Linked DNA regions of Mus musculus: all the other regions are linked to region 6. A link is a contact called in public HiChIP or PLAC-seq and promoter capture Hi-C data. All regions are on one chromosome and are shown on one strand. The core of a region is the stretch at or near the end of the contact, and the rest is flanking DNA. Distances in the headings are between cores, read along the strand shown. Region 1 holds the start of Zfp113 (zinc finger protein 113). Region 2 has its middle 16 kb from the start of Hspb1. Region 3 holds the start of Rhbdd2 (rhomboid domain containing 2). Region 4 holds the start of Nsun5 (NOL1/NOP2/Sun domain family, member 5). Region 5 holds the start of Pom121 (nuclear pore membrane protein 121). Region 6 holds the start of Plod3 (procollagen-lysine, 2-oxoglutarate 5-dioxygenase 3). Region 7 holds the start of Bcl7b (B cell CLL/lymphoma 7B).

Evidence for each region. Promoter capture Hi-C pulls out the DNA fragments that hold promoters and counts their contacts. HiChIP or PLAC-seq counts read pairs in DNA pulled down with a chosen protein or histone mark.
Region 1: a contact with region 6 is called in an H3K27ac HiChIP or PLAC-seq map of microglia, with 7 times the contacts expected there. The contact joins the promoter of Zfp113 here to the promoter of Plod3 in region 6. A contact is called at or near these places in 3 of 39 promoter capture datasets (3T3-L1-derived adipocytes, liver and pre-B cells), 2 of 484 Hi-C or Micro-C datasets (CD8 T cells and regulatory T cells) and 3 of 115 datasets of contacts at active chromatin or transcription factors (astrocytes, embryonic forebrain and microglia).
Region 2: a promoter capture Hi-C map of liver shows a contact between it and region 6, with 2.5 times the contacts expected there. The contact joins the enhancer-like site here to the promoter of Plod3 in region 6. A contact is called at or near these places in 4 of 39 promoter capture datasets (the C10 cell line, the HPC-7 cell line and liver) and 2 of 115 datasets of contacts at active chromatin or transcription factors (large pre-B cells and pancreatic cancer cells).
Region 3: a promoter capture Hi-C map of pre-B cells shows a contact between it and region 6, with 4 times the contacts expected there. The contact joins the promoter of Rhbdd2 here to the promoter of Plod3 in region 6. A contact is called at or near these places in 2 of 39 promoter capture datasets (the C10 cell line and pre-B cells) and 1 of 484 Hi-C or Micro-C datasets (CD4 T cells).
Region 4: a promoter capture Hi-C map of liver shows a contact between it and region 6, with 5 times the contacts expected there. The contact joins the promoter of Nsun5 here to the promoter of Plod3 in region 6. A contact is called at or near these places in 3 of 39 promoter capture datasets (liver and pre-B cells).
Region 5: a promoter capture Hi-C map of pre-B cells shows a contact between it and region 6, with 7 times the contacts expected there. The contact joins the promoter of Pom121 here to the promoter of Plod3 in region 6. A contact is called at or near these places in 3 of 39 promoter capture datasets (liver and pre-B cells).
Region 7: a promoter capture Hi-C map of pre-B cells shows a contact between it and region 6, with 2.7 times the contacts expected there. The contact joins the promoter of Bcl7b here to the promoter of Plod3 in region 6. A contact is called at or near these places in 2 of 39 promoter capture datasets (liver and pre-B cells).

Annotation. Positions count from the first base shown.
Region 1 is chr5:138,153,731-138,157,069 of GRCm38.p6, forward strand. It overlaps Zfp113 (zinc finger protein 113), which reads right to left and starts at 2,014. Exons shown (of 5, transcript NM_019747.4): 1 at 1,900-2,014.
Region 2 is chr5:135,902,002-135,905,417 of GRCm38.p6, forward strand. No RefSeq gene overlaps it. Among named protein-coding and RNA genes, the nearest start is that of Hspb1, 16 kb to the left of the region's middle. Within about 2 kb of position 2,075, at least 250 of the 459 cell types and tissues checked have an H3K27ac peak or open chromatin away from gene starts, as enhancers often do. A contact at or near this core is called in liver and pancreatic cancer cells, where this site is marked.
Region 3 is chr5:135,631,155-135,634,655 of GRCm38.p6, forward strand. It overlaps Rhbdd2 (rhomboid domain containing 2), which reads left to right and starts at 1,500. Exons shown (of 4, transcript NM_146002.2): 1 at 1,500-1,764. The coding sequence starts at 1,587.
Region 4 is chr5:135,368,641-135,372,121 of GRCm38.p6, forward strand. Nsun5 (NOL1/NOP2/Sun domain family, member 5) reads left to right here and starts at 1,313. Exons shown (of 10, transcript NM_145414.2): 1 at 1,313-1,436; 2 at 1,551-1,673; 3 at 2,601-2,775; 4 at 2,858-2,966. The coding sequence starts at 1,344.
Region 5 is chr5:135,392,525-135,396,044 of GRCm38.p6, forward strand. Pom121 (nuclear pore membrane protein 121) reads right to left here and starts at 2,022. Exons shown (of 13, transcript NM_148932.2): 1 at 1,413-2,022; 2 at 1. The coding sequence starts at 1,981.
Region 6 is chr5:136,985,395-136,988,888 of GRCm38.p6, forward strand. It overlaps Plod3 (procollagen-lysine, 2-oxoglutarate 5-dioxygenase 3), which reads left to right and starts at 1,625. Exons shown (of 19, transcript NM_011962.3): 1 at 1,625-2,409; 2 at 2,723-2,814; 3 at 2,941-3,077; 4 at 3,178-3,341; 5 at 3,489-3,494. The coding sequence starts at 2,292. Znhit1 (zinc finger, HIT domain containing 1) reads right to left here and starts at 1,510. Exons shown (of 5, transcript NM_001310747.1): 1 at 1,417-1,510. The coding sequence starts at 1,438.
Region 7 is chr5:135,166,893-135,170,076 of GRCm38.p6, forward strand. It overlaps Bcl7b (B cell CLL/lymphoma 7B), which reads left to right and starts at 1,480. Exons shown (of 6, transcript NM_009745.2): 1 at 1,480-1,706. The coding sequence starts at 1,615.

The sequences.
Region 1 (3,339 bases), core at 764-3,263, 1.2 Mb after region 6:
CACTCGGGAGGCAGAGGCAGGCAGTAAGTTGGAGGCCACCCTGGTCTACAGAGGTTCCAGGACAGCCAGGGCTACAGAGAAAAATTGTCTTGAAACAACAACAAAAAAGGTGAACCACTTGGCATAGGTGGCACAGGCCTGAAATTCTATCACCTACGAGGCTGAGACAGGATGGTGCCAACTTAGTCTCTACCTCAGAGAAACAGGCATGCACACACACAGCTTAAAAGCTGGGCATGATGATGCACGCCTTCGATCCCAGCACTTAGGCAGAGAAGTAGACAGATCAGAGTTTAAAGCCTGCCTAGTGTGCATAGAGAGTTCAAGGACAGCCAGGGCTACGGGGAGAGAGAGCTGTCTCGAAAACAACAAACTACAGAGTAAAACCATCCAGGTGTGGGCAGGGCCTTTCTCTTGCCCTGTTGATTTGGGGTTTTTTTTGGTTTTTTGGAGACAGGGTTTCTCTGTATAGCCCTGGCCGTCCTGGAACTCACTTTGTAGACCAGGATGGCCTCGAACTCAGAAATCTGCCTGCCTCTGCCTCCCGAGTGCTGGGATTAAAGACCACCTGGCTGTAAGCACAGGTCAAGAGAGGCTTCGCCTCCTGGATCCTTTCCTCTTTCTTTGGAGTAACTCACTATAGGATTAAGGTAGCGATGACTGGAAACTTAGCACCTTTTGTGCAGTTCTGAGGTTTTTGTTTGTTTGGTTTGGTCTTTCTTTATTGGGTAAGAATCAGGCTATAGCCCAGACTAGCTTGGAATTCACTGTATAGGACAAGTTGGCCTTGCTTCATTTGCCTCTGTGCTGGGATTAGATGTGAGCAAGCCAATTTGGCTAATTCCTGGAAATTCACATTAGGTCATTGTTTCTCAAACTTGTAGGTCGTGACCCCTTTGAAAGTTGAATGACTCTTTCACAGGGGTTACCTAAGACTATTGGAAAACACAGATATTTACATTACTGTTCTTATCAGTAGCAAAAAAAATACGGTTATGAAGTAGTGACAATAATAACTTTACGGTTGGGGGTCATCACATGAGAAACTGCATTAAAAGGTCATAGCATGAGGAAGGTTGAGAATTTCTGTTTTAGGTTCTACCAGTTCTGTATGATTAAGGGGTCAAAATGGGGAAATCGGGTTCAGTTTATGTCTAATATAGGTACTTAAGAAGTACGGAGGGTAAAGGAATGTGCTAGGAACTACCAGCAAAGACCATCACATACTGTCTTTTCAGTACACCCTAAGAGAGCTGAAATGGACTAAGGTTCTCTGTGTTCAACTAGGTTCTCAATGTTTTAGCCAGCTAATGCACTGGACATACTCGGCCACTTCTGCAGGGAGCCGGCCCCAGCATGTCCACGAAAAGGTATCAGTCAGTAAGCTTAAAAAAAAAAACAAAAAACAAAACAAAAAAACCCTATTCATAGCCATAGGACATGAGATCTTGGTGAGGTTACGGAGGACCCGAGTTCGCACCTCCTCCCAAGCCCTAGTTCTCACTGCGACCCAGAACTACTGTCTGGTTTTCCGATCCAATTAAGGAAAAACTTCCTTCTCCTGCCCTCACACAGAAATCGGTGTGCTGAGAGTACCAAGTTAGGGTGGCAATCTGTCATCAGTTGTTTTAAAGAGAGGGAGACCTCCGTAGCGACGCTAGGAATTTTAAACACTGGGGCTGGGGACGGTAAGAGACACAAAAGCAGACCCGGAGTCCCATTACGCGACACCCGGGATCACGCTGCGCGCCTGCAGCTAGGGTTGCGGAGCTGGACAGCGACTGCAGGAGGAAGGTGGGCCCAGAACCCCGGCGGGCCGCGGACGTGTGAACACCAACCCCCTTCCCCGGAGACCACAACTTCCACCTCACCGCGAGTCCGGGAGATGGCCCCACTCACCCTGGGGACAGGGACGTAAGACTTAGGGGGCCGGACACGAAACAGGTCCTGTTGGACCCTGTTACAGACCCACACAACGGAGAACAGAACAAAGAACGGAAACTGCCCCTCCCCATATCGTTTCCGGGTCGTCCTTTCTCACCACCCAGGACAACAAATGCCCACTTGCTCTCTCTAGGAAAATGGGAGGTCTTCATCTCTCGATGGTACGCTGATGGTGCTGTTCTCGATGGTGCTGGGAAACAAGGGCACCAGACTGCGCCACTTGCTGGCCAGGTTGGGAAGGGACGATGCGTAAGCTGAAGAAGTTGGAGGTCCAGGAAATTCAGGGCACAAGTTCTAGTGGCTCTGAGAGAGAGAGTACACCATCACCTCCATAGCAAGAGAGAGAGTACACCATCACCTCCATAGCAAATATATGAAACTTGAAGAATCCTTTAATATAAATGTGCACCATTGGCTGGTCGTGATGGCGCACGCCTTTAATCCCAGCGCTGGGGAAGCACAGTCAGGCAGATCTCTGTGAGGCCAGCCTGGCCTATGATACAAAACAAAACAAACAAACAAAAAAATAAATAAATAAAAGTGCACCATGGGTTTTGGTTTTTGTTTTGTTTTTCTGGTTTTTTTTTTTTTAAGATTTATTTTATTTATTATATGTAAGTACACTGTAGCTGTCTTCAGATACCAGAAGAGGGAGTCAGGTCTTGTTACAGATGGTTTTGAGCCACCATGTGGTTGCTGGGATTTGAACACAGGACCTCCGGAAGAGCAGTCAGTGCTCTTAACCACTGAGCCATGTCTCCAGCCCCCGTTTTTGTTTTTTTTTTTTTTTTGTTTTTTTGTTTTTTTTTTTTTACTCATCAATTTTTCTTTAATTATTTTGAACATTCTCACTAATTAAGAAAATATTTTATTTCAAAACTTCTTATAGTAGAAAAAAGGATTACCTTTTTAACATGATTTCTCCACTGCTTGATAAGTATAATAGTTATATTTTTAAAATTTGGAATTTATGTTGGTGCTAATGATATTATATCCAAAATAGCACCATGGGTTTTTTTTTAAAGCACTCAGCACTCAGTTTTTAAAAGATTTATTTTAACCAGGCAGTGGTGGTGCACGCCTTTAATCCCAGCACTTGGGAGACAGAGGCAGGTAGATTTCTGAGTTCGAGGCCAGGCTGGTCACAGAGTGAGTTCCAGACAGCCAGGGCTACATAGAGAAACCCTGTCTCAAAAAAAGCAAGACAAAAAATTATTTTAATAGATTTAATATTTATTTGAAGATTTAGTATTTTAATGAGTGTTTTTCTCCTGCATACACACACACATACACACACACCTGATTCAGATATAGGTCAGATGAAGCCATCACATCTTCTGGAACTGGAGTTACGGTAATGAGTGGCCATATGAGTGCATGGAATCTGGGTCCTCT
Region 2 (3,416 bases), core at 825-3,324, 1.1 Mb before region 6:
TATACATAACCATACTCTGCCACACTCAGCTTCCTGTATCATTTTTTGTGGTGCTGGAGATTGAACCCAGGGCTTTGAGCCCTGTGTGTGTGCTGCAACTGAGCCAATTCCTTAGAGCAGCAGCAGGAAGCCAGTGAGTATCAAGTAATTGTTTGGTTCTATGTCGTTAGCCTTAGTCATGAAAGGTAAGCTTGCTACCACAAAACTGCACCCCAGTTCCTCCCTGGGGGATTCTAGGCAGGGGCTCTACCACTGAGCCACGCCCCCAGCCCCTCCCTGGGGGGATTCTAGGCAGGGGCTCTACAACTAAGCCATGCCCCCAGCCCCTCACTGGGGGATTCTAAGCAAGAGGTCTACTTTTTACTGAGGTAATTTAATCTCCCCTTTCCCTACCCAATTTATTTTGAGACAGGAGTTCATTGACTTAAACTTGCCATCCTCCTGTCTCAGCACCTCCATATACCAATCTCACCCCTGTATCCGGGAATTACAAACCTGAGCCATGAGTTATAGTTTGCTCTCTCTCTCTCTCTCTCTCTCTCTCTCTCTCTCTCTCTCTCTCTCTGTGTGTGTGTGTGTGTGTGTGTGTGTGTGTGTGTTTGGTTGGTTTGATTTTTTGAGATTTCTCTGTGTAGCCCTCCACCGACACTCTTTGTGAGGTAGGTAGGCTAAATGGTATGCCCTGCATACTTAGGACACAGTGAAATGTGAATTCAAACCCTGATTTTTCTTCCCTCATACAAGATGAGGCATGGCTGAATGACAGAAAACTGATCTTTGAGCCAATGAGATGGCATCGTGGAGAAAGGAGCCCGTGCCAAGTCTGTTGAGAGACCTGAATTTAATATCTGAGGTCCACATGGTGGAAGGAGAGAACTCACTCACACATGTAAACACACACAATTCCTCCAATCCTCCTACTACTACTATGTAGCTGTCTATCTGGCTGTCCTGGAATTTGGTATGCAGACCATGCTGTCCTCGAACTCACTGTCATAAGACTGCCACTGCCTTCTGAGTGCTGGGATAAATGGCGTGCACCTCCACACCTAGCCTCATCTCCCTAATTCATGGTTAGAAAATGACAAGGGAGGAGCCGACACTCTTTTCTTCTTCTGACCTTGTTGCAAGCTGATTCCTAATTGGCCACCATTAATTTGAAATCGTAAATATCTGACCAGAGCTGGCTGGGGCCTTGAATACTACAGAGAGAAGAAACTGGCTTCTAGGTCCCCCGGACTATCATAGCCTATCATAGCCCACTACCAAAGGGCCAGCGTGTGAGGGGATGAAACTTGGCATATTGGTCATTCACCTTTGGGCTCTCCCAGAGTATGTGGACTGGAGCACAAAGATGCTGAGCCCCGGTTCCCCAGTTAAGGACACAGGAGAAATGTAGATAGATTTCTTGGGATCGGTTCGGGAAGATAATATGGAGATTAGGGACTGCAGCAAGCTTAGAGGTCAGAGAGTGGGTCACTGTTTCTATAGCAACCCTGAGGGCGAGGACCACCTGGAGCTTGATGCACCACCCTCTAAAGGAGGTTTTTACGCCCTAAAAGGCCAAAGCAGATTATTCGGTAAGGACTACAAAGGAGGAGACAAAGCGGAGTGAAGAGGACCCGGAAGCCATGATAAGCTCCGCATTAGCACTGCGGCGGGCTCGGCAGGCGAATTCCAAAGGAGGGATGCGAGACCCAGCAACAGGCCGGCCATTGGCACGGAGGCGAGATGCTGGCTTGTGATTGGCTCTTGCCACGCTCGGGCTAGAAGGCAATCTCCGTGCTGGGTGGGGCGGGGCTGAGCCGCAGCCCTGCCTAGCTTACAGCCGGGTACCTGGGCAGTCCGCAATGGCCAGAGGTAGGAGAGTGGTCACTCTTAGATGCCTGGCTCTTATGGGCACACGCAGGCAGCACAATCCTTCGTTTCAAGCCCAGGTGTTTGGGAAGGGGAACATGCAGAAACTCGGGAATGGAGATCTCAGATGGGCTGGCCTCGAGGTCGCTACTGTCATCAGGGTCTGGGCTCAAGGCTGGAAGCAAATACCCGCACTAACGGGGACAGCTGCAGAACCGGCAGTACCCACCAGGGGGAGGCAGAGGACGTCGGTGCTGGAGTCATTGAGGGTTTGGGGAAAATAGATCCCAGAAGGGAAGATTCCTGAATCCCAATCCCAGTTACCCCAACTCCAGGATCTTGTATTAACGCTCTACCTTCCTTGGCCTTTTTTCTTTCTTTCCTTTTTTGTTTCTTTTAGACAAGGTCTAACTGTATGACTCTGGCTTCAAACTCACAACATTGCTCCTAGCCGTCTTTGGAGTTCTATACTCACAGGGCCTGACAAAACTTTGAGACCCGGTCATATGCAGCCCAAGCTAGTCTGAAATGTATGGAAGTAGGCCTTGAACCCCAGAAATGTGTCTTCGTTTTGCACCTCATCTTCTCAGCATCCTCCCCCGCTTTTAACTTTGCTTTCCTTTCTTTCTGAGACTGGTTTCATGCAATCCAAGCTAGTCTTGAACATTACCTTGCAACTTTAAAAAAGATTTTGTGTGGGTGTGTTGTGTACACAGGCATATGCAGAGGCCTGAAGAGGGTGTTGGGGTATCCTCTACTGCTTACTGCCTCTTCCGGAGCCAGGCTCTTTTCCTGAACCTGGGATGTGAATTTCCTCAGGTAGGCTGGAAGGCAGCAAGCATCAGTTGTTGACGGTCCTTTGGAGCACAGGTCGCCTGGCTTGCCAGGGTGCTGGGTCCTGGTAAAAGCACGGCACACTCTTCCCAACCTAGCCTCGGCTCCAGCTCTCAATCTAGAACTCAGCCTCCAGCCTCTGAGAGTGCTAGGAATATCAGGTGTACCCCACTTCAGCAGGTGTGCCCCCACATGCACCCTGGTGGTCTTGATGTGCATGGAGTTTGTGGGTTGTTTTTGTTGTTTTTTTTTGTTTGTTTGTTTTGTGACAGGGTTTCTCTGTGTAGCCCTGTCCTGGAACTCGCTCTGTAGACCAGGCTGGCCTTGAACTCACAGATCTACCTGCTTCTGCTTCCCAAATGTTGAAACTAAAGGTGTGCACCACCACACCTGGCTCGATTTCATGTATGATAAGCAAACACTTTACCAATTTGATTGAGCTCCCTCCCAGGGCCTGTTATCCTTACCCAGCTTCATTTTGTCTTGAAACGTCTAAGAGGGGGATCCAGTCCGTGACCACGGCTTAGTCTCTGTCCAATGCCCTTATTCCCAGCACTTGGAAGGGAAAGGCATTCTGACTTCCAGACTAGAAATAAAACCTTGCGTTTTTTGTTTTGTTTTTTAAGTCAATGCACCACATATACCAATGATATGGCACCTCTAGCTTCTGCCCCCACAATAGGGTATATCATGGTGGGGCTCTGGACAACAGTTAGAATGATTAA
Region 3 (3,501 bases), core at 250-2,749, 1.4 Mb before region 6:
CCTCACCTGCTAAAGCACTTGTAGCTCACAAAGGATACTCTAGCTGTTCACCAGAAATAGCTTTGCTCTGCAGGAAGCGCTTTTCAAACTGCAAAAGGCTAAAGCAAAGTTTAGCAAAAGCGTCATGGCGTACGCTCATAGCGCATGTATAGTAGCTCTAGTGTCCCTTCAATTGTCTCCTTCCCCGCCTCCTCTTACTTTATCTCCAGTCCAGCTCCAGAAAGTGCTGGCTCTGTCTTCTTGGCCAATTCAGGCAGGAAGAACCAAGTTTTAATTCTTTCTTTGCTATTGAACTGTATCCCTCAGGGATCCCCATAGACTCAGTTTCCTCTTTGGCAGGACAGAGACAAACACAAGTCTGTGGGAGAATAGGGCTCCGTGGTCCTCACGACGTCATACCATTACAGTGAGAAGGACCCGGCTGAAAGCATAGTTCAGTTGGTAGCATGCTGGAGTCCCTGGGTTCGAGCCTCATTACTGCATAAACTGAGGGAGGTGGTGCACATCTAAAATCCCTGCTTTCTGGAGATGGAGACCCAGAGTTCAGAGTCAAATTTGTGTAAAAGCCAAAAGCAAGAGGAAGAAATGTTTTTCAAGACCCCTCTCCCTCAATGAGGATCTACTAGTAGTTAATGGCTGTTGGGAGGAGAGACATTTGCTCCTGAAAGCGACTTTAATGAAACTCACTGGGTCGCAAAAATTTAAAAAGAAAGAAAGAAAGAAAGAAAGAAAGAAAGAAAGAAAGAAAGAAAGAAAGGAAGGAAGAAAGAAGGAAAGAAGAGAAAAGAAAAGAAACATGGAAGCAAAAGAGAAACTAAGATGGGAAGGCAAGAGGGGGTAATGGAGCCCCGATAAAATATGATCAAAGTACATTATACACATGTAAGAAAATGCCATAATGAAACCATTACTTGGTATAATAAATATAGGTTGATTAAAATTTTTAAAGGGAGCCTTTGAGATGGCTGAGAGTAAAGGTGTTTGTGTGTGCACCTCCACACCTTCTCTCACTGAGCCAAACGCAAATAAAATCTAAAAAAAAAAAGAAAAGAAAAAAAGAAAAATAAAAAGGGCTAAAGAGATGACTCAGTGGGTAAAGGCACTGCTGCCAAGCCTGATTACCCAAGTTCTATTCCCAGGACCCAGAGGTGGAAGGAGATGATAAACTCAACCTTAAGTTTTCATCTACCCTCCACGCGCGTTGCACGCACATGCCCCTCTCTCACACTCAAACAGATGTAATCAAATGTTTTTTTGGTTTTGCTTGTTTGTTTGTTTGTTTGTTTGTTTGTTTTTAATTAAAAATCAAGAAGAAGGAAGCTGAGGTCTAGGCAAGAATACTCCTGAGGCGGCAGCCCGCACAACACCCGTAGGTAAGCTGGAACTACAACTCCCGGCCTCCTTTGGGCGGGTAAGAGCGGAGGACTCCACGGGATTGGGCCTTCCCCCACCCCCACCCCCCCATGGGGCGGTGCTTGAGGAGAGGCCAGTCTTCCGCTGTTGCCAGGGGAGACCGCCGCAAGGAGGCGGAAATTGAGGAGGGAGGCGGGGAGTACCGAGGCCGCACGCTGGAAGGGCTCGCGGCCATGGCGGCCCCGGGCCCCGCGAGTCGCTTCTGGTGCTCGTGTCCCGAGGTGCCCTCCGCCACATTCTTCACCGCCCTGCTCTCGCTGCTGGTGTCGGGCCCCCGCCTGTTCCTGCTGCAGCCGCCTCTGGCGCCCTCGGGGCTGTCTCTGCGCTCCGAGGCCCTGCGCAACTGGCAAGGTGAGAAGAGGCGGGGCGGGGATGGCGCGCTTCCTCAGCCCGCAGACTCCCCGGTCCCTGATCTCCAGCCTCACTGCCAGCCAACCCCAGACCTCCGTGCCCACCACCATTCTCCCCACTTGGAGCTCCAGCATGTCTTGTCCAAAGCCGGATCATTTCCGCCAACTCCTTCTCTACCCACAATCGCCCCCTTCCATGTTACCCCAGATCCATTCATTCTTTGATCTCGAGGGTGAACACACTTCCTAAGCCATTCACGTTTTATAAACACAAACCCCATCTGCTGACGGCCCGAGCCCCACAGGAACAAACCAAACGTTTCTCACCTTTATCGTGACAATTGTCTACTGTCAACCCAATGGATGGCTTTTCCTCTTGACTCTAGAATTTTCTGCTGCGTCTTTACCTTAATCCTGACTCCTAATCCCAGCTCACAGAAGGAGCTGGTAAAGTGTTTGTTTTCTCAGAGGAGAGAAATTTCTCAAACTAATTAAGTCTGGTAATCATCCCTTTGTAAAAGACAGGATTCTTAGTCTTTGTTTCTTCCTCATTCTTTCCTGGGAAATCCCTGTTGCTTCTAACGTTAACAGAGGCCTGCGCGTTCATTTCATGTAATCCTCGCTGTGATTTCATGACAGGCCATATTAAATTGCCTGTTTACCAGAAATTGAGGTTGAATACAGAGATTCGCAGAGCTAACACATCATAATATTGAGATAGGAGCCCCGCACTTTGTTTTTAGTATGGTGATTTAAAACTAGGGCTTTGGGTATATAATCTCCACATCTTTAGATAGAGGTATACATATGTGACACATTATTTATATGCTTGTGTGCACTCTTGTGAAAGTCAGAGGACAACCTGACCGGAGTCTTTCTCTTCTTCCCCCATGTGGGTCCTGGGAATCAAACTCGGGTCTTTGGGATTGGCAGGACCTACCTCAGCCTGTTGAGCCATCTCGTCAGCTACCTAAATCTTAGAGAGTTGTATGTAGAATTTTTTCATATTTACCAGTAAAATTTCAATTTGGGACATATCCAGCAAATAACCAAACTTCTGGAGATATTCTGATAGGATGTAATGGTTTCCTGCTTAAAGCTGAAATTTTCTTTTCCCCCTTTTTTGGATACATGTAGCACTTACAGTCAGCTAAATGCCAGTGTAGACAGGCACGCACTCTTTTTCTTTCTGGGTTTTTGTTTTTTGTTTTTGTTGTTTTGTTTGTTTTTGTTGGTTTTGTTTTTTTGTTTTCGTTTTGTTTACTTTGAAACAAAGGGGCTTGCTATTTATTTACACCAGTATGGCCAGGCTTCATTATGTAGTCCAGGGTAGCCTCAGAGCCATGATCCTCCTGCCTCACCCTTCTGAGTACTAGAACACAGACATACATCACCCATCACCATGCTCACTTAACCATATTTGTCTGAGCATGGGCTCCATGAACAGGCAGAGAAACAGTACCTTTAATGCCAGCACTAGGCAGGCGGAGGCAGGCGGGTCTCTGAGAGTGAGCCCAGCTTGGTCTCCATAGGGAGTTCCAGGACAACCAGGGCTATATAATAAGACTCTGTCTCAAAAAAAAAAAAAAAAGAAAGAAAGAAAGAAAGAAAAGAAATTAGAGCCCTGTAAGTACCTTGCTACCAATCGTGAGAACTGGGGACCTACGTGGTAGAACTTCTGAAGGTTTTTCTCTGATCATGTACTCCCATATACCCACAAATAAAGACATATAAAAAT
Region 4 (3,481 bases), core at 63-2,562, 1.6 Mb before region 6:
TTAGGCCCAACTACCATTATTTTGATTGTCTCATGTAGTCCAGGCTGGTGTGAATTGGCTAGCCAAAGATGACCTCAAATCAATCTTTCTTCCTTTCCTTCCTTCTTTTCTTAAAAGATGTGAGAAGAGGGCATCAGATCCCCTTATAGATGGTTGTGAACCACCATGTGGTTCCTGGGAATTGAACTCAGGACCTTTGGAAAAGCAGACAGTGCTCTTAACCAGTGAGCCATCAGGAGCGTACCATCATGCCCGGTTTATACAGTGGAAGGATTGGAACCAAAGGCTTTCTGCCTGTTAGGCAAGCCCTCTATATAGATTGAGTCCCATCATTGGTCCTCCTCATCAATGTTGAGAATTGATCCCAGGGCTTTGCACATGCTAGGCAAGTGCTCTACTCCGAGGGACAATGTCTGTCGGCCCTATTAAACACCCACTTTTTTTTTTTTTTTAAACAATCTACTTTTTCCAGCGCTAGGGTCCCAGAGAGCCACATTTACTAGATGGGTGTTCAACAACTCCAAGCACACCAGTGGATTCTAGGCAGGTGCTCTACCACTGAGCCACGCCCCCAGCCCCTCCCTGGGGGATTCTAGGCAGGGACTCTACCACTGAGCCACGCCCCAGCCCCTCCCTGGGGGATTCTAGGCAGGGGCTCTACCACTGAGCCACATCCCAACCTCTCAGTGGAGGCATCAAGGCACGTGCTTTATTACTGAACCTTTCATCCGGTCACAGGGAGAGGCTGACACAGGACTGCTAGGAGAGTCTGCGTAGCCTTCTGAGTTCCAAAGTCTTAAAAAAAAAATTAAAAACTACAAAATAGCCTGGCGTGGTTGTGCACGCCTTTAATAAAAGCACTTGGGAGGCAGAGGCAGGCGGATTTCTGAGTTCGAGGCCAGCCTGGTCTCTACAGAGACAGCCAGGGGATACACAGAGAAACCCTGTCTCAAAAAAACAACAAAAACAAACAAACAAACAAAAAAAAAACCAATCCACAACAACAAACTACAAAATAGCTACACTGAATTCTAAAAAGAAAGTAGACTTTTTTCATTCTACATACAGGACCTCATTATGTAGCTCTGGCTGTCCTGTAACTACTTAGACCTAGCTGACCTTAAACTCGCAAAGATCCTTCTGCCTCTGTTTCCCGCGCGCTAGGATTAAAGGCGTGAGCCAGCCCGCTCGGATTTAGAGCCTAAGATTAATTTTTGGACGCTGAAAACGGAAAGCAGCGAACCCTTTGACTCCGGAAATCCGGTTGTACAAATTGTTGCGGCGGCCGTAAAGCCAGCCCGAGTTTTGCGACAGTGTCGTAGAGCGCTTGAGGCGGGGAGAGCATGGGGCTGTACGCGGCCGCCGCGGCGGTGCTGGCCGGCGTGGAAAGCCGCCAGGGCTCCCTCAAGGGGTTGGTGTATTCCAGCAACTTCCAGGTAGTGAGGCCGGGGGCTGGCAAGCCGGGCTGGGGAGCGGGGCTTGTCCGGGCGGGAGGGCGAGGCGAGGCGAGGCCCGCGTGGGGTGCAGCGGGTGTCCCCTGTGTCGCACAGAACCTGAAGCAGTTGTACGCTCTGGTGTGCGAGACGCAGCGCTACTCGGCCGTGCTGGACGCTGTCATCGCCAGTGCTGGGCTCCTTCGCGCCGAGAAGAAGCTGAGACCGCACCTTGCCAAGGTGAGCGGCGGCCAGAGGCTGTTACCCGTGCGTGGCTCTCACACTTCTTTCTGGGGTCCCAGTTGAGCTGGGTCAGATGTGACTCCCCTTGGAGCATTGCAGGAAGGGCTAAGTAGGACGAAGGTGCAAACTAGTAGTGGCTGAGGCTACCTACCGGACAGGGTGATGATGGCAAGGTCGGTCGGGGTCCAGAGCTCTGCTGGCGACCTGGGGGGTGGGGTAGGGTGGGGAGGGGGAGCTTCAGGCATGGGGCAGGACACGGGGTTTGCAGATGGCATTTGCTCTCGTCTCTTTACCCGCCTGCCTGGATGCCTGTCTTTTTGTAATGCTGGGAGATTGAACCCAGAGTCTCCAACAAGCCATAGAAGAGTTCTCCCACTGAGTCACACCCACAACACCTCATTGGACAGCATCACTAGACAGATGCTCTATTTTTGAGCAGTACCCCCAGCCCCTCACTGGGGGATTCTAGGCAGGTGCTTATTGCTGAGCTGCAATCCCTATTTCTTCTCTGGTGGATACTAAGCAAGCTTCCTACCCTACTGCTGAGCCACCGCCTCCGTTGCCTCCTCTTCCTTCTCCCCCTTTCGTCCTCTTCGGTCTTTAGAGACAGGCTTTCTCTGTGTCACCCAGGCTGTTCTGGAACTCACTCTGTAGATCAGGCTGACCTCGAACTTACAGAGAACCGCTTGTCTCTGCCTCTTGAGTGCTGGGATTAAAGGCACCATTACCCAGTTAGCTTGTAGTTTTCTTGCTTATGCATCTGATGTTGCTGGCATTATGGACATTTGCCCTAACATCATGCCATTAATTTCTTTTGTGATCTTGGGCAAGAGAACTCTATTGACATGACCATCTGGACAGGTACCTACTTCTCCCACTGGAGGGTTTTATGGTGTTAATAGTTTTGTGTTTTTTCCTGTCCAGGTGCTAGTGTATGAATTATTGCTGGGGAAGGGGTTTCGAGGGGGTGGAGGCCGATGGAAGGCTCTGCTGGGCCGGCACCAGGCAAGGCTCAAGGCTGAGCTGGCCCGACTCAAGGTTCATCGGGGTGTGAGCCGAAATGAGGACCTGTTGCAAGAGAGCTCCAGACCTGGCCAAGGTGACTTGGAGGCTGAGGGGCGGGAGGGGAGTGACCCTCAGAAGGCTCACCTCCCTCCCCACTTGACCACTGTGACTTCTAGCCTACCAGGTACCACGGTTCGTGCGTGTGAACACGCTCAAGACCCGCCCTGAGGATGCAATCGATTATTTCAAGAGACAAGGTTTCTCCTACCAGGGTCGGGCTTCCAGGTAAGAGCTGAACATCGTGCCCGGGTGCCTTCATTTTCCTCTGTGTCCAGGTTCTCAAGGAAGTAGGAGTCTGTTAGAGGGGAGACTAGGTGTGTGTATGTGGGATAATCACTGCTTTCTCTGGATGTTTTTCCTACTTTCCCAACAGAATTTTCTTTGTTTTTAAGAAAGATGTTGCTTTTAAGTGGTGCACATGTCTGTGCATGGGTGAGGGCATGTGCCTGAGGAGGACATTGGACTGCTGGACACGGTGCTAGGAACTGCACGTAGGTCCTCTGCGAGAGCAGTGTGTCTTCCTAACTGCTGAGCCACGTCTCTGGCCCTGGCAGCAGTTCTCTGCAGTCTCTTCTGAGACCTGTTTTTTTTTTTCCCCTGAACCCTGGTGTTCTTGCGGTTCTTGTTCTGCATTCTGTGACCCCCTGTTTGCTCTCCAGTCTAACTGCCCTCCCGCCCCTGCCACCTTTCCGCTCTCCTGTCTATATCACAGCCTCTTCAGCTCTAAGCCAACACACCAC
Region 5 (3,520 bases), core at 772-3,271, 1.6 Mb before region 6:
TCTGTGGAGAACAGGAGACAGACACTTGATGGAACCACAGTTTTTGTTTTTGTTTTTTTTTAATTTATTTTATTTATATGAGTACACTGTAGCTGTCTTCAGACACACCAGAAGAGGGCATCGGATCCCATTACAGATGGTTATGAGCCACCAAGTGGTTGCTGGGAATTGAACTCAGGACCTCTGGAAGAGCAAGCAGCCAGTGCTAGTAACCACTGTGTCATCTCTCCAGTCTGGAACCACAGTCTTAAAAGAACACCAAATTCAACTGACTGCAGAAACAAGAGGCATTAACACTTCTTTCAACCTCTTATTTTTCTGTTAGACAGTGCTGGTAGCAGAAACTAGGGGTGTGTGCATGCTGGACAAAGCACTCTATGACACTAACAGCTCAGACTTTAAATTTCTCTAAGCAGCAGAGAACGTAGCATTTTTTGGCACATTTCTCCCATTTCATCCAAAGGCAGAAAATATCAGTTGCTTAATGGCTGTCTCTACCACAGACTTCATCAAATTAAGAGGGAAACTGGAAACCTTGCCCACATGGGTACTTCAGAAGAAAAGCACATGCAGTTGGGATGTGTAGGAATAGTTTTTTTTTTTTTCCTTTCCCCCAACTAACCACCAATACACAGCAAAAACCAAACATTAACAGGTATTCACCACCTCAACTAAGCAGACTTATCAAGGCCAGTGAAACGTCTTGTGAAGGAGCTTGCTGCCAAGCTGGAGACCCAAGATCAACCTCAAATTCACGTGGAAAGAGAAAAAGGACTCCAGCAAGCTATCCTCTCATCTCCCTGTGAATATGCAATTTAAAAAGAAAAAAATGCTTTTATCCAGAATCCGGGTTGAGTGTAGTGGAGCACACCGGTAATCCCAGCATTTAGTAGGTGAAGGCAGGAGGGTCAGCAATCCAAAGTCACCCTCATGAGTTCAAGGGACAGCTCAGATACATGAGATCCTGTCTCCGGGGGGGGGGGGGGGGGGAACAAAAACCCAAAGGCTGGGGAATAGGTAGAGGGCAAGCTTGCCTGCTATGACTGAAGCTGTGGGTTCTATCCCAGCACAGCATACAACCTGGTGCAAACCTGTAATCCTATCAGTGAACTCGCTCAGAAGACGAGGCAGGAGGATGAGTTCAAGGACAGGCTCAGCCAAAGAACGGGGTTGAGATTAGACAGCCTATGCCATCAAATACCCTCTCTTAAAAAAAAAAAAAAAGAAAAAGAAAAAAAATAAAGAGAAAAGAGAGTAATGGGAAAAGGGAGGGAAGGGCGTAGAGATAAAAAGAAAGGGAAAAGGCAAAGAAAAGAAAAAGGGGAGGTGAGTTAAATCCGATTTACAGGTTGAGCCCTACGTCAAATCCGCGGCCGCAGAGACCCCACCCTGGGAAGATCGCCGGGGCTTACCGGTGGGGCGGCCTCCGGGAGGGTCGCAAAAGCGGGGTGGGGAGCGCGGGGTAGACGTGGTGGACTCGCTGGACCGCCGAGGCCGGAGGCGGGGAGCGTGCGGGTGGGCGGCGCCCCGGCCTCTCCCTTGGGTCCTGCCGGAGGGCAGGCTCGGGCGGGCCGGGCTTGCCCAGGTAGCTGCCCATGAGTAAGAGCTCAGCCGGGTCGGGGCCTCCCAGCGGGCTGCGGGGTTCGCAGAGGCTACCGTTGACTGGTGACTTGGCCGGAGGCGGTGAAGCGGTGAGAGCTGGCCGCGGGTGACGGCGCGCGTCGCGCACGAAGGACGACAGGGCCCTCGGGCCGCGGGGTTCTCGGCTCAGGCCCCACCAGGCCGCGCTCGCCCCCACGGCCAGCCAGGCCAGCGCGGCCGCCGCGGGCACCAGGTAGAGCGCGAGGCCGAGCAGCGCTAGGCCGAGGGCCGCAGCACCCGCCGGTCCTCCGTAGCCGCGGGCCCGGCTCCGGCCTTCCCGTCCGCCCAACGGGGGCCGCCGCCGCTCGCCTCCGTCAGCCGCCGCAGCCGCCGGAGACATCGCGGCTCCGCGCCGCGGAGCGGACTTAAATATCCCAGGGTACACCGCGCCGCGCGCCGCCGCCGACGTCACTGTCGTCGACGCGGCGCGCCGGGTGGAAAGGGGAAACCGCCGCCGCGTGCGGAGCACGGCGCGAGAGCCCTAGTTTGAAAAATTACAGCTTAGGTAGGCGGATCGGTGCACGCCTTGCCTCTCAGAACGCGGGAGGCGGAGGCAAGAGGAGTTCCGTGAGTTTGAGTCCAGCCTGGTTCACAAAGACAGTTCCAGCGCGACATGGAGACATAAAGCCTGTCTCAAAACAGCAAAACTTAAAAAAAAAAAAAAAGAAAGAAAGAAAAGAAGAAAAGTACAGCCCGGTTTTTGACGCTGGAGGTTTCCCTGACGCTCCTGGACTGCAGAGGAGTGATGTTAGAAATCAAGGCACAGAACGGAGATGGGTGGCACGCGCCTGTAATCCCGGCATTTGGGAGGTGAAGGCAGGAGGATCCCGAGTTCTAAGTCAACCTGGGCTACTTAGTGAGACCCTCCCCGTCTAAAACAAAATAAAACCCGATCAGTCAGACCCTGTATTGGAAAAGGCCAATCAGGCCCTGTGTGGAGGCTCACTGTTTATCGCAGCGAGGTCAGTTCCAGGCCTGCTGGAGCAACACAGTGAGACCCTGTCTCAAAATAATTTTTTAAAATGTGTGTTTTGCTTGAATGTATGCTGGGATTACATTCACACCATCACATCTTACACTTGCGTGGAGGTTGAGGGTCAACGGCAAGTGTCTTTCAATCTCCTTTTTTTCTTTTCTTTGTTGTTGTTTCTCGAGACAGGGTTTCTCTGTATAGACCTGGCTGTCCTGGAACTCACTCTGTAGACCAGGCTGGCCTGGAACTCAGAAATCCACCTGCCTCTGCCTCCCAAGTGCTGGGATTAAAGGCGTGCACCACCACCGCCCAGCAAGTCTTTCTCAATTACACTGCACATTATTCTTTGACACAGGGTCTCTCACTAAACCCAGAGCTCACCAACCTGGCTAGGCTGGCTGGCCAAAAAGACCCAAAATCTTTTTGTGCCTACCTCAGTGCTTGGGATTACAGGGGCTCCTACTGTGCTCAAGCAAGCTTGCTCAGCAAGCCCTGTACCAATGGAACCATCTTCCCAGTCCATATTTCCCCCCTTTCCATCCTTCCCTCCGTTCCTCCTTTTGTTTGTTTCTTCTTTTTTTGAGGATGATAGACTGAGAGCTATTCCTCCACAATCAAGAGTAAGATAAGACTAGACTTGGGGAGGGAAGGCTAGATGGATGAGGGAGAAGCGGGGAGAGGCAGGGATTAGAGTTTAGAGACGATGCATATTGTTAATAAAACTAGCTGAACTGGTAAATGACAGTGAGTACAGTGGGCACTGGTGATAGTTAAGAAACAGGGTGGTCCTGCTCAGTGCCATTCTTAGTTTCTGAGGTGTAATCCAGTAGGGGTTTGTTGTGTATCGGCCACTAGAGGGCAGTCCCAGGCTTATCCATTAAAGCACAAACACACACAGCCTTATCT
Region 6 (3,494 bases), core at 375-2,874:
TTTGTCCTTCATGGATACCTACACTCACCTGCACAGAGCAGCACACATACACAAATTAAAATAAAGAGCGCCTTTGAGAATTGACACAGTATTGACTTCTGGCCTCCATATTCTCAAGACCTGTGATTCAGTAGGGCAAAATCCAGTGTACATTTCTAGAATGTTCCTTCAGCCTGAGACGCATGCCTGTGCCCTGTGACTGCACCGACTACCTTCCTTGGACTAAAAGTCTCCCCAGTGTGGCTCCCAGATGTCCCCCTATCTTGTTGGATATATTTCCTATCCCGACATTTTGTCTCCTCTCTTGCTCTCGAGGCTGCTTCTGCCTGTCCTTTTTCTTTAATTGATAGCGCTCTTTGGCCTGTCCCTTTCTCACCCCCACAACCTTCAATAGGATCTCAGGAAGCCCAGGCTGGCCTGGGATGACCTCCTGTGCACAGCCACACCAGGCTTATGTGATGCTGGGGATGGAGCAAGAGTTTTGGGCATGCTGGACAACACCCTATCAGCAGGGGCTCATCTCTGACCTCTTTTTCTTGTATTTCTATCTTTCTTCAAAAAGTGCATTTATTCTGAGTGTTTCTGTGCACATGTAGGTGTTGCAGTACACGTGCAGAGATCAGAGGACACTGTATGGAAGCCTTTTCTCCTATCATGTGGATCCTGGGGACTGAACTCAAGTAGTCAGGCTTGGCAGCAAGCAACTTTACCTACTGCATGCACCATCTCACCTGCCCATTCCTGGTGCTGGGTTTCCCATAACATGCCAGTCTCAAACCAGAACTCCCCCAAACCACAGACTTCAGGACTACAGGACACCAAGAGGCTGAGGTCCAGCCTAATTTACATAGGCAGCCTAGGCTACATTAAAAAAAGAGAGAAAGGAAGGAATGAAGTGTGTATGTTCGTGTGTGTGTGTGCACGTGTTTGTGTAGTACCCAAAGCCAAGCCCTTTGATTTCCTAAGTTTCTCTGTTCCCTCCATCCAACATCCAGAAGCTGGAGGAAAGTGGGGCGATGGTGGCGCACGCCTTTAATCCCAGCAGTGTAGAGGCAGAGGCAGGCAGATCTCTGTGAGTTCCAAGCCAGCCTAATCTACAGAGCTAGTTCCAGGACAGCCAAGGGTACGCACCCTGTCTCGAAGAAAAAAACAAAAAACAAAAAAAAAACAAAAGCAAAACAATCCAGAAGCCGAGGTGAGTACCACTGCTCATAGCACCCGGGCTTTGGAGAGACAACACATCCTCTCCATCCCCAACGTCTGCTGAAGCAAGCAGTCACAAAACACGAATTAATGGTTCCGAGACTGCCCCAACACTGAGCGAAGGTAATTGACGTGAAAAGCTAGGCGGGGAGATGTTAGGCTGAATTTGAACTTGGGAAGCACAAAAGGGCGAACCACTCAAGGCTCACATACCGGCGGGTTTCTTCTCCACCATTGGCGCAACACAGTTGACAGAAGAGCCTACTGCGCACGCGTACTAACCACCGACCCTTGCTCTGAGCACACCCCTTCCGGTGGCGTGCACACATACGCGTGCGCAGTCTTTCCCCTCCCGCTTGAAGTCATTACGTGATGTTCCCTTGGAGATCAGCAAGCTTTCGCTTTCCGCCATCTTTGATAGGGGCAAACCTAATTCCGGTCGCATTGTGGTTACCCAAAAAAAAAAATCTGAGAGCCGCCTGCAAATGGTCACTTTTTAAAAACTGGCGTGGGTGGTCTTTAGGGGAGCGCTCTTGTCCCTGTGCCCTTTGCATCCCCGGTGCGTGTCCCCGCGCTGCGGGACAGGATAGGCAGGTTCGGTGGCTTTGTTGAACCCAGACCCACGAGGATGTCCGCGCGATCCCGCCTCCGGCTTCCCGGCCCCTCCGGGCCCGTCGCCCCCGCCGCGCGCCACCCCAGGCCTTGCTGTCCTGTGTTCCTCCGGGTCAGACTTGTGGTCAAGACCCGCCCCCGCGTCGCCTGGACCCTCCTCAAAAGGTCACTTCCCCTCCCGGGGGGATTCGGTTGCTCCGGTGTGAGTCAGGCAGTGCCCAGGACCGGACCCTCGGCTCCTCCCCACCCTCCAGCCCGCGCCCGCGGGACAATCCTTGCCTTGTCTCGCCGTCTGCATCTCGGGTTTTCGGTGGCCTCGGGTTACGCCTTTTTTCCAGGGCGGAGTCCCGAGCACAGCTCCTCCTCTCAGCGGGCTCGGTTTCCCCTTTTCCCAGAATCTTCCCGGGGCGTCGGAATCCAGGCGCTCAGCTCAGCGCCGGTGCGGGCCTGGGTGTAGCCTAAGCGTGCTGCTAGCCATGGCTGCGGCAGGCCCGGAACCCCGGCTTTTGCTCCTGCTCCTGCTGCTGCTGCCGCCGCTGCCCCCCGTAACTTCTGCCTCCGATCGACCCCGGGGCGCCAATGCTGTCAACCCAGGTGAGAACCCGGGCGGCCAGTGGGCAGGGTCGACACGTCCGCCAGCCTGGAAGGGAGTGTCCAGCCTTCCCAGTGCATTAGCCTCTCATGCAGAACTTGGGGTTCCAGGCTCCCCAGACAGACAGGAACACCCCAGCCCCCATTCGTGTATGTTACTCTCACCCGACTCTTCTGGAGATCAAATGTGCTGAAAGAACTTTAGTGAAGTAATATGGAGGTGTGTGTGTGTGTGTGTGTGTCGGGGGTGATACAGAGGGATAAACACGTGGGACACTAAGCCGTGTCTTAAGTGCCAGTTCTCTGGCTATGACAGACAAATTGCTGGTGATCACTGTGGCTACGGCAGAGACAGAGGGGTACCGGCGTTTTCTGCAGTCTGCGGAGTTCTTTAACTACACTGTACGGGTGAGTGGGGGGACCCATGGGAGAAATTCCAGCGGGAGAGGGCAGGGGTCGTGGGGGTTGGTCCTGTTTCCTCATCTTGGCCAGCTGAACCTCTTCCGCTGCGTGGGGGTGGGATCTTTCCTGCAGACCCTGGGCCTGGGACAGGAGTGGCGAGGGGGTGATGTGGCTCGAACAGTTGGTGGAGGCCAGAAGGTCAGGTGGCTCAAGAAGGAAATGGAGAAATATGCAGATCAGAAAGACATGATCATCATGTTTGTGGACAGGTAAGGAGGGCTGGGGTGGAAAGAGTGGGAAACTGGTTATGGAGAGAGAAAAAGAGACTGAGGTTCCTCCTGGCTCTCGTCTTCCCCTTTTCTTGCCCAGCTACGACGTGATTCTGGCAAGCAGCCCGACAGAGCTGCTGAAGAAGTTTGTTCAGAGTGGCAGTCATCTGCTGTTCTCTGCTGAGAGCTTCTGCTGGCCTGAGTGGGGGCTGGCAGAGCAGTACCCTGAGGTGGGCATGGGGAAGCGCTTCCTCAACTCTGGTGGTGAGTGGCCGAGTTCCCAAGACAGACTTGTCCCCTCTCTATCTCTCCCTCCCCCAGTGGAGCGGGCATTGCATGCTCTGGGTGCTTGAGTCGGGGACCCTGGCAGTCTCGGGAGGTCTAACTCACTTCTGCTTGCCACCCCCCCAGGATTCA
Region 7 (3,184 bases), core at 230-2,729, 1.8 Mb before region 6:
CCCCCCCGCCCCCTGCAGAAGCTGTTTAGGAATCCTTTCCCAGCAAACATGTTCAGCTGGAAGGCTGAGAGTCATGAATCAGAAGCTTCGCCAAGTTCAGGATAAGTTACACAGTCACTGGGAGACACACTCCTCTCCCTCTTCTTTGACGGGGTCTCATGCAGCCTTAAACTGGCCTCAAACTTTAAACGCAGTCAAGGATGACCTTGAACTCTTGGTTTTCCTGGAACTGCAAGTAAACCTCAAAGTTGATTCAAACAAGTCCCTCTGGGCATGCAACGTCAGCTGTGGGTCACCTCCTCCTTCTATTGGGTCTGTTATCACTGCTTTTCACTCCCCTCTTTCTTTTCTCTTTTTGTCCTTCCTCAACCCCCCAGAGAAAACCTCTGCATATCCCTGGTTGTCCTGGAATTCACTCTGTAGACCAGGCTGGCCTTGAACTCAGAAATCCACCTGCCTCTTCCGCCAGAGTGCTGGGATAAATGTGTTCATCACAGTCCCTGGTCCAGAAGTTCTTTCAAAAGAGAAATATTTATGTCCTCAGTACTTGGTCCAATGCACAGAACACAGGCAATGTTTTATCCAGAACTGAATTCCCTGACAGTGAAGTGGAATGCTAAAAGTATGAGCCAGGTGCAAAATACTCAGGAAGAGCCGCAGTGTGACCTGGATGTTGGAAAAGTAGTTGATTCAATCAGAAGAAATTTCCAGGTGGGTAGCTGAGAATTCGAAGACCAGAAGTCAAAATGAAGGAAGGTGTGATAATGACTCCGGAACACAGCTATTTAGACAATGATGACACAGATCTCCTTTTAGGTGAACATGCAGCGCATAAATAATTCCTTGAAGGGTCAGGGGTCATGGGGGATTAAAGGACTTGATAACAGCCTAAAACTCACTAGTGAAAACCAACTTCTACAAATTGTCCTCTGTGCCATATACATGTAAAGAAAAAAAAAAAAAAGAAAGAAAGAAAGAAAAAGAAAAGAAAAAAAGAAAATTCCAACCCCTTTGACCCCAGCACTTGGGAGGCAGAGGCTGGTAGATCTCTGAGTTCAAGGCCAGCCTGGTCTATAGAGTGAGTTGCAGGACAGCCAGGGCTACACAGAGAAGGAAACCCTGTCTCGGAAAAGCAAAATGAAATAAAATTTTCCGGTCAAATGCCATGGCACAGAGCACCGGAGAGGCAGAATCAGGTGGTTGTGAATTCGAGGTTGGCCTGGTCTACAGTATTGAAAATTCCCGGGCATGCATTGAAGCAGCAGGTAGGGAAAGTGGTGACTTGGAAACCTCATCCCACCACCACCCTCGCAGCCTCGCCTGGCCCACACCACGTGCGGACGACGATGGGCTCAGCCTGGCAGCAAGAGGGCAAAGGGTCTCTGGAGGCGCACAGCAGGGACGCCCCCGGGCGGGTGCGCAAGCGCGCTGAGGCCTTGAGGGCCCAAGGGGCGGGCGGGTGCGCGCGCTCCCTCGCGCACGCGCGCACGGAGGGGGGGCGACGGCCGCGGTGACGTGCTGCGGTGGCAGCGGGTGGACGGCGACGCGTGAGGCGCGTGATATCCCGCGTCTTGGGAGCACTGTCCCGGCCCCCAGCCACTCCCCGCCGCCGCCATGTCCGGCCGTTCGGTCCGGGCCGAGACCCGTAGCCGGGCTAAAGATGACATCAAGAAGGTGATGGCGGCCATCGAGAAAGTGCGGAAATGGTGAGGGGCGGGAGCGGAGGGGTTGCTGACGTGGGGTTGCGGGAAAGCCGGCGCGGAGGCTCGCCATACAGGAACAGGCAGGATGGGAACCAAGAGGCCGGCCCTGGGGGGAGGGGGCCGGAGCCAAAAAGCGAAAGGAGGGCGCGCCGGTATCGGCGTGAATTCAGAGTCCGCGTTCCCTGTAGCCAATCAGAAAGACGGTCGGCTCATGGCCCCTCCCATAGCTGTCATTAGCCGCTTCCGGCCGCTCTGCCTGGGGCGGGGCCTGGCGCTGCACAGTTGCACTTCCGGTGGAGACCTCGCGGAAATGCTGCTTGGCGGCTCCGGGTTCGGTTTCCGCTCCTGCGCAGCACAAGTGTCCGGTGATGTCCGTTGTTGCCGACTATTATACGATATAAGTGGTCGAAATTAAGCGGAAGTTTGTAAACATGGCACTTTTGGAACAGAAATTCCTGATATCTTGGATCCTTAGCCAGCCCACTCGCCATAGGTTTGCTCTTGGCGACCAAGGTACCCTGACCCTGCAAATGTTTATTGCAAACCCAGAACAATTAGCGAACAATTTAGGTCAGGATTTTATTGCTTTAAATTGTTCTGAACCAAGCCTCTGAGCCATTCACTTCACTTAACGATTTGTAATTTCCTTACTGTTTTTTGACCGGAGCTCCCTGAGGACCGCAGGCTGGCTTTAGGCTGGCAGTGATTCTTCTGCCTCAGTTTACCCAGTAGCTAAGAGGCCGCGAGAGTGGTTTGTTTGTTTTTGAATCAGTGTCCCCAATCCTTTGGCTGTCCTGGAACTCTCTTTGTAGGCCAGGGTGGCCTTGAACTCTCAAAGACCCACCTGTCTGTGTTTCCCAAGTGTTGGAAAATGTCTGCATCTTATGGCATTCCTCTGTTCCTATGTAATTCTCAAGTCTCTACCCCCTTTTGTTTTTTATTGGTAAGGAAAAGTATGTAGGCTAGAAAAATGGCTCAATGGTCAAAAGCACCTGGCTGCTCTTCCACCACATGGCCCCTAACAGCTCTTCTCCAGTCCCATGGGATACCATGTCCTCTGGCATCTGTGGGCACAGCACGTGTGTAATGCGCAGACACACACGCATGTAAAGCACCCACACACATAAAAATAATAAAATGCTCAAAAGAAATTTCAATGTAGGTTCCTCAGAGACACATTTTGAAATTCTAGCGAAGGTCACCTTCACAGAATTTTCCTTAATTATATTAGGTTGAACTGCAAGACATTCCGCATATTTGAACCAACTCCCATCCCCTAATTCTGAGGGTAGTGCCCACCACCTTGCTCACTCGTGATAATTTCTCTAGCACTGAACTATATATATCTACCCCAGCCCCATGTTTGACTTTTTAACTCAAAACTACTAACACTGCAGCAAAACACACCTATAGTCCCCTAGCTACTCAAGGAAGAGCTGGGGACTTGAGTCCTAATCATCATAGTGAAATGGGCCAAATGC